Regions from separate parts of the Anser cygnoides genome. Here region 2 is linked to region 1. The links are chromatin contacts, called in public Hi-C maps. All regions are on one chromosome and are shown on one strand. The core of a region is the stretch at or near the end of the contact, and the rest is flanking DNA. Distances in the headings are between cores, read along the strand shown. Region 1 has its middle 87 kb from the start of PLEKHG7. Region 2 holds the start of BTG1 (BTG anti-proliferation factor 1).

Region 1 (3,372 bases), core at 573-3,072:
AATGCTGATAGGCCATATTGTTAGAGCTGATCTCAGAAGTGATGTAGGTCAAATGGATATTGCACATTCAGTAAAACTTCATCGGCGTGGTCTACCTCGCAGTAAAAGAACAGTCTTTATTCACTTCTGTAGAAACAGAATCATGTCCTGCTCAATCTTGAAAAAGTGAAATGTAAAGAGATGGGTTTCTCCAATCACTCTGGTAATTGTGATGTTGGCATTCGGAACCCAATGCAGGCAGGGGAGTCCACAGGAGTTTCACTATTGACTGTAATGGTGAGTGTCTGGGATTCTTGTTTGAGCCTTTCTCAGCGCACAGTAACCCCTGCCACGGGAAACCACTTTGTTTGGCTGTATTTTAACCCCTGCTGGTAAACAGTAGTTTGAAATACCACCAGAAATGGCAATTGTTGGCAATGTCAGTGCTTTGGTGAGATGAAGGGGAGTGGCTAAACATTTGTTTGACTGAAAACATGATAGCATCCTTCCACAGAAATGTATTAAGCCGAATGGCATAGACAAATGACCAGTTCACACCTCCTGCCACTTTTTGTGATGAACAACCTAACTCAAACATGGTTGGGAGAGAAAGGGGAGGGAGAAGTGAGAATGAGAACAGTCTCTGAATCAATATCTGTTTTTTAAGGATATTTCTGAGAACTGTTGTTTTGGGAGTTATTCATTTCTCTGATTTATTCATTTTCCTCCACCTGGAAAAAAGAAAAAAATAAAGGTATTGTAAGCATCAGTGGGAGGGTGAATAGCAGGACAGCTCTTGCTGGACTCCACTGCATTTGCCCCTGCCTCCCCCAGCTGGAGAATCCAACAGCTGTCTTCATAAATACTGTCACTCAGGATTTGAATAGTTTTACATAATCTGGTCTGGAGTGGGGAATCCAAGCTTTTTACTGGTCAAGTGGCAGGTGGGGAATTTAAGCTTCTATAATAGAGCCACAATTGCTGCTCCCACAGGGATTTTCTTTTACTGTCTATTGTTTTATTATAAGCTCCAAAGTAAAGACCCCAGGATTAAAGTGGGGGCTGGGGGAGATATACTCTGAAGGTTGGAGTGTGAAGATGGAGTGGAAATCTGGGTCTATCCTGCTGATGCTGCACTGGCCCAGATGGGTGGCCTGCGTGCCCTGTTTGTGACCCCTGTGCTGAGGAGGAGAAGTGTTTATAGTGCTGGGTCACCAGCTGACATGAGAAAAGGAGAAGCAGCTATTTTAGTTATGGGACTTTGGTTTTAATTCTCGCTCTGTCTCTGTCTCAATATCAAAATACATGCCTGGCTCTTCATCTTTTCCCTGCTCTGACCACGGCTTATGCCTCTGCCACCACGGCGTCACTGGAGGGATGGCCATTCCCAGGCAGCCCAGAGGCCCTGCTAGCGCAGCCCCTCATGGTCCCACAGCTCACCCACCCCCACTGAGGGCCTGGCACAAATCAGATGGCAGCATCTGAGGGAAATCACAACTGGGGAGATGTAGATCTAAGACAACATCAAAGGAAGTGCGAAGTACATTGCTTTATAATCACACAGGTGCAGTACAGTGTGGGTTTTTCAGAATAATAGCTCGCTGCTGCTGTGTAAAGCATGCCAGCCTTGAGCAAACACGGTAAACTAAACAGTGCTGGGATTAAAGAGAAAAGTACATATTGCCTTGCTCACGCTTAACTGGCCATCCCTGTTGTTTGCACTGGCTGTGACGTCAGCCTTCAGGTGGGGGCATGTTTGCATGTTAGAGCTCATGGAGCCGGGCTGCAAGGGGCCTGCCCTCCGGCCTCCTCCTTCCTCCGTGGCACTGGTTCCAGCCAGCGTGCCCAGGCCAGCCTGCCCCACGCCAAGGCCCCACGCCAAGGCCAGCAGGGTGATGAACTGCCTCTACACAAAGCAGACTTTCATTCACTGGGAACAGGTGCAAAGTGTCCTTTTGTGTGAACAGCTGGGAAAGCTGTAACCCTTCCCCTGCCTGCGCTTTGCGTTGGTGCAGGCTCACGCTGCAGGAGGAAAAGGGTCAGAAGATTTCAAGCAATGTTTTCTACGCCCACCCACTTGCCTTGGAAAAACTGCCTTTGACTCGTATCACCAAACAGCTTGCTTTTTATTTCTTTTTTCTTTTTTTTTTTTTTTCTTTGTCTTCACTGTGTACAGAGCTGCTCCACAATAAAAGCTGATTTTAAATGCCTCGCTACACAAAGTAATTTTCAGAAGCTTACCTTTGCCTTGCAAAGGAGCTGCATACACGTTCTGGCATCTGCTGCTGGGAGTCAGTCAATGGCTTTGAGGTTGGTCTTTGGCTATGTCCTCCACTGGACTCTGGAGTTCAGTGGAGAGTACTAGTTACTCTTTTCTTGCCCTAATGGTGAGAGACATTGGTAATGAAGTCCTCACTCCTGTCAAGCATGCAACTACATACTTAAGACACGTAGCAATAGTTCAGTGAATTCAAATTAAGTTGTAGGCTGGCCATTATCACAGGAACAAAAGGAAATAGGCACCCAAGATCCCATGCATCTCAGTGGGGAGGATGATTTAGTAATAGTAATATAGTTAAAACCCAAAGCAGACCATTATGTTTCTTTGGTAAAAACCTTTCTCTTATATTAGATTCAATGCAAGAACATTTTTATCAGATTCTTTGCATTTAAAAAAACTGTGATATATTTTTATTTCCATAAAAAGGAAATAAGGAAGAATAATGCCAAGGTGATGCCAAGCACATAAAAAATGAATGCAAAATGACCTAAGCTAGTGGGACAAGTTAAGGAATTTAGTAGCAGAGCAGCCAGTAAATTACTGGTTTTGAAAAAGCATATTATTTTGTGGGTAACCATCTATAACAATTTTCCTTGATAGTTATAAATTGGCTATATGTATTCAGCGGGAATTTCATAGCATCTTTAAAATCTAAAAGATCCTCTAAGTTAGCTGAAATGACATATTGAAAGCCAATGTAAGTGCCAAGCAATTGGTTATATGACAGAAATTTAAAATTAATAGACTTTGGTAAGCCAAGAGAATTATCGACTGCTCTCATTCTTGCAGTGCTTTTTCTTACAAAATACTCTGCCTTGTACATAACAGGAAGACAGATACATGTGTCAGCATAATATCTCACATCAGCCTGGGAAATCATTGACATCAAAAAGATGGTTATTAAAATTGGTGTATTTCTGGTGGTATATCAGAGTCAGAAGCAAACAGTGACAGCAATTGGGGAGATAGTATTTGCATTATTGATCTGTTTTTATCATGCTTGGACAATGTGGGGGGCTTTGAAATTTTTACTGCGTAAGGAGCATGTTTCACAAATGCCTATTGTTTTTGGTTGGTCAAGGCTGTCTCGAATGAAATCCTTCTGAGAACAT
Region 2 (3,372 bases), core at 486-2,985, 110 kb after region 1:
TCAGAAGCAATCAAAACTATCAGAACTTCTTGACTGGCGAAATGGTCTGAATTTATTGAATTGCAGGACATTTGAGTGAAGACCTTTGATAAAGTTTAAAAAATAAAAATAAAAAGGAAAAAAAATGAAATCTCTTCCTTTCTCACAGAGTGTGGGATGAGGTGCATGCTGCCATTTTCTTCATGTAAAATTAAAGTACGATGATTCAAATCTGATCTGAACAGTCTTGCTCTCCATAACAGCTGTGGCAAGCTGAGGAGAGCTTGTTAAACCTGTTTTAGGGTGCTCCTACATAAGACCACTTATCTACTTTGGAGTTCCTAAAACTCCCTCTGAGTGTTTGATGCAGGTTGGCACTAAGGAGGGGAGATGAGAAACTGGCCCAGATGAAGCTCGGATCCAAGCATGAGTGTAGCACTTGCCACCTCTGTTACACTCTTTTCTTTCTCTCTTTTTTTTTTTTTTTTTTTTGTTAAAGTATTTCCAGTAGTTATTTTGTTGTAATTGAGACGCTCTGACAATAAGGCCAATTTTGTACAAGAGAAGTGGGATTTTCCTGTAGGTTGACTGACCTCGTTGTAAAGGAGAAGAGAGTCATCTGCTGCTTTGAGGTCTGAAAGGAAACAGCAAACACCAACCTATGCGCAGATCAGAAATGGCTGCTCTGGCTGTTTCTTACACATGCTGGGGAAGCACTGGGGAAGAAGGGAGGGCTGATACCTGTGGAGCAGCAAGAAGAGGGGTCAGCCTACCAGCTCCTCCCTTCTCACAGGACAGGACAGCCTGTGATCACTAATGAGATATATTCAGAGGCTGGTGGCGGAACAATAGATGAGACCGCGCTCTGAAACTACACCAAGGTTTTTAGTATGCAGTAAAGCCGTGGATTTAAGCTCCCAAGATTATCTTTTGAAGTTATTTTGCACATCTCCCTTGTGTATAGAGAGTCAAAGACAGAGTCCCTTGAGGCATTGAGCTCCTGAGCGCAGAAAAAAGACTGAAAGCGCTACTCAGGTACATCTCCAACATCACAGAACCCAAAGTGCCGTATTTTCACCTTTTATTTAAATTATTTCACAGATTTATTTTTATGTAGTTCATTATTTAATTGCAAAGACATTTTAGTGGTGAAAAAAAAATATTATTATTTTTAAATGTGCCTCTAACGGTCGTGTTTCTGCTCTCCGACTGGAAGCAGCATACACGTAAACACCAGGCTGTATCGCATTTGCACCTTCGCATAGGGGCAGGGTGTGCAATAACCGAGGGGAAGAGCGAATTGTCCACCTAAAAAAAAAACAAACGCTACACGTCGAGCTTTCCACAAAATACGTTGCTCTTTTCATCTCCCCTTTGATTTTACACTCGGGGGTGGCTTTACCCTCTTGCTTCTCCTACCCTCCTCCGGCAACAGCCCGCCCGGGGCCGCGCTCCCGCGGGCCGTGCCGCTGACGTGTCGCTGCTCTCCCCGGATACAGCGCGGCGCCGTGCCCCGCGCGCTCCCCCCCCTCCCCCCCGCGCGCTCCCGAGCGCCGCGCGCCCCCGCTCTATTTGTTTACAACCGATTACGTCACCCCCCCTCCTCCCTCCCTCCCTCCCTCTCCTCTCCTCGCGGTCCCTGCCCCTCCCTCCGCCCAGCTCCGTCACAATGGTGCGATCGCCCCATTGGCGGCGACGCGCCCCCGGTGCCCTGACGCCACTTCCTGCCGCGGGCGGCTATAAGAGGCGGCGCGCGGCGGGCGGCTCCCTTCGCCCCGCGCCGCAGGAGATGCGGGCAGCGCTGCCGCGGCCGCCGCCGCTGCCGCCGTGCCGCAGGAGGAGGAGGAGGCGGAGGCTGCCGCCCCCGCCATGTGAGCTGGGCGCCGCCGCCCGCGCCTCGCCCAGTTAGAGCCGAGCCCGAGCCCGTCCCGTCCTGACCCGACCCGGCCCGTCCCGACCGAGCGCCCCCGCCGGCCGCCGCCTCCATGCATCCCGCCCTGTACACCCGGGCCAGCATGATACGCGAGATCGCCGCGGCCGTGGGCTTCATCTCCAAGTTCCTGCGGACCAAGGGGCTGATGAACGAGCGGCAGCTGCAGACCTTCAGCCAGAGCCTGCAGGAGCTGCTGGCAGGTGAGGGCGGCGCGGGAGCCGGCACCGCTCCCCGCATCCCTGTACGCGGAGCCCCCCCACGCCCCCCCCGATCCGCCCCGCCCCGCAGACAAAGCCGGCGGAGCCGCCGCCCGGCCGCAGGGCCCCCGGCTCGCTCTCGGGGCCGGTTTCGTCCCGTAAGAGCCGTCGGGGCAGGACGCGGCTCGGTTCCTCTTCTGGAAGCGTCGCGCGGCCGCCCTCACGCTCGGGTTGGGGTCGGTAGCGCCGGGTTCCTGGCTGCCCCCTGGGCTCTGTGACACCCAGAGCGGGTCCCAGGCGCTCCGGGCAGGGGCCAGTGCCTTGCGCCGCGAGTAGCGCCGGGCTTGGGGTGTCGGGAGGGGTAAAACTCCGAAGGTAAGTGAAGCCATGGGTACCTCGCCCTGGAAAACTGGCTGGGAAGAGCGCTGGTGAAATACAGCTTGAGTCAATAAATGCTGCCCGGCTGCTTCCCTGGTTATTTTTAGTCACTCTTACGGCGTGAGGAGCTAAGCCTGGCTGCGACTCCAAAATTATGCTGAAAAGGCACTTTTTAACCTTGGTTTATGGCGTTTCAAGGCCCTCAAACTTCTCCGCTTTGTGTGTTAAATCTTCGTTACATTTGTTTTTGTGAATACTAGGAAGTTACGTTTCACTCCTTTCAGATGGCAGACATTGTTCTCCATGTATGGTAGGATGAAACAATAACTTTGTGCATGCGTGGTCCCCAAGGGACCCTGCGTTTATGTAAATTGTCAGCAAAATAGAGGCCACGATGATTTTTCAGGTCACTTGATTCTAAAATAATAAGCGTCTCAACATCTAGAGTTGTGAAACTTTGCAAGAGAATGCTGATTGCTGCACAGCTTTGTGAAGACAGAATTAAGGAGGATAATCTTCTTTTTTTATTTATTTATTTTATAGAACATTACAAACACCACTGGTTCCCAGAAAAGCCATGCAAGGGATCAGGTTACCGATGTATCCGGATCAACCATAAAATGGATCCTCTCATTGGACAGGCAGCACAGCGGATTGGATTGAGCAGTCAGGAACTGTTCCAGCTTCTTCCAAGCGAACTCACTCTATGGGTTGACCCGTATGAAGTGTCCTATCGTATTGGAGAGGATGGCTCGATCTGCGTGCTGTACGAAGCTGCACCAGCAGGAGGTAGCCAAAATAACACCAACATGCAAATGGTAGACAGCAGAATAAGCTGTAAGGAGGAACTTCTCTTGGGCAGAACTAGCCCTTCCAAAAGCTACA

What was found. A called contact is a pair of places that touch in the nucleus more often than the background predicts.
Region 2: a Hi-C map of liver shows a contact between it and region 1, with 5 times the contacts expected there. The contact joins the promoter of BTG1 here to the enhancer-like site in region 1. A contact is called at or near these places in 3 of 7 Hi-C or Micro-C datasets (all in liver).

Annotation. Positions count from the first base shown.
Region 1 is chr1:49,364,984-49,368,355 of Taihu_goose_T2T_genome, forward strand. No RefSeq gene overlaps it. Among named protein-coding and RNA genes, the nearest start is that of PLEKHG7, 87 kb to the left of the region's middle. Within about 2 kb of position 1,823, at least 2 of the 3 cell types and tissues checked have open chromatin away from gene starts, as enhancers often do. A contact at or near this core is called in liver, where this site is marked.
Region 2 is chr1:49,478,312-49,481,683 of Taihu_goose_T2T_genome, forward strand. It overlaps BTG1 (BTG anti-proliferation factor 1), which reads left to right and starts at 1,736. Exons shown (of 2, transcript XM_048061167.2): 1 at 1,736-2,112; 2 at 3,031-3,372. The coding sequence starts at 1,965.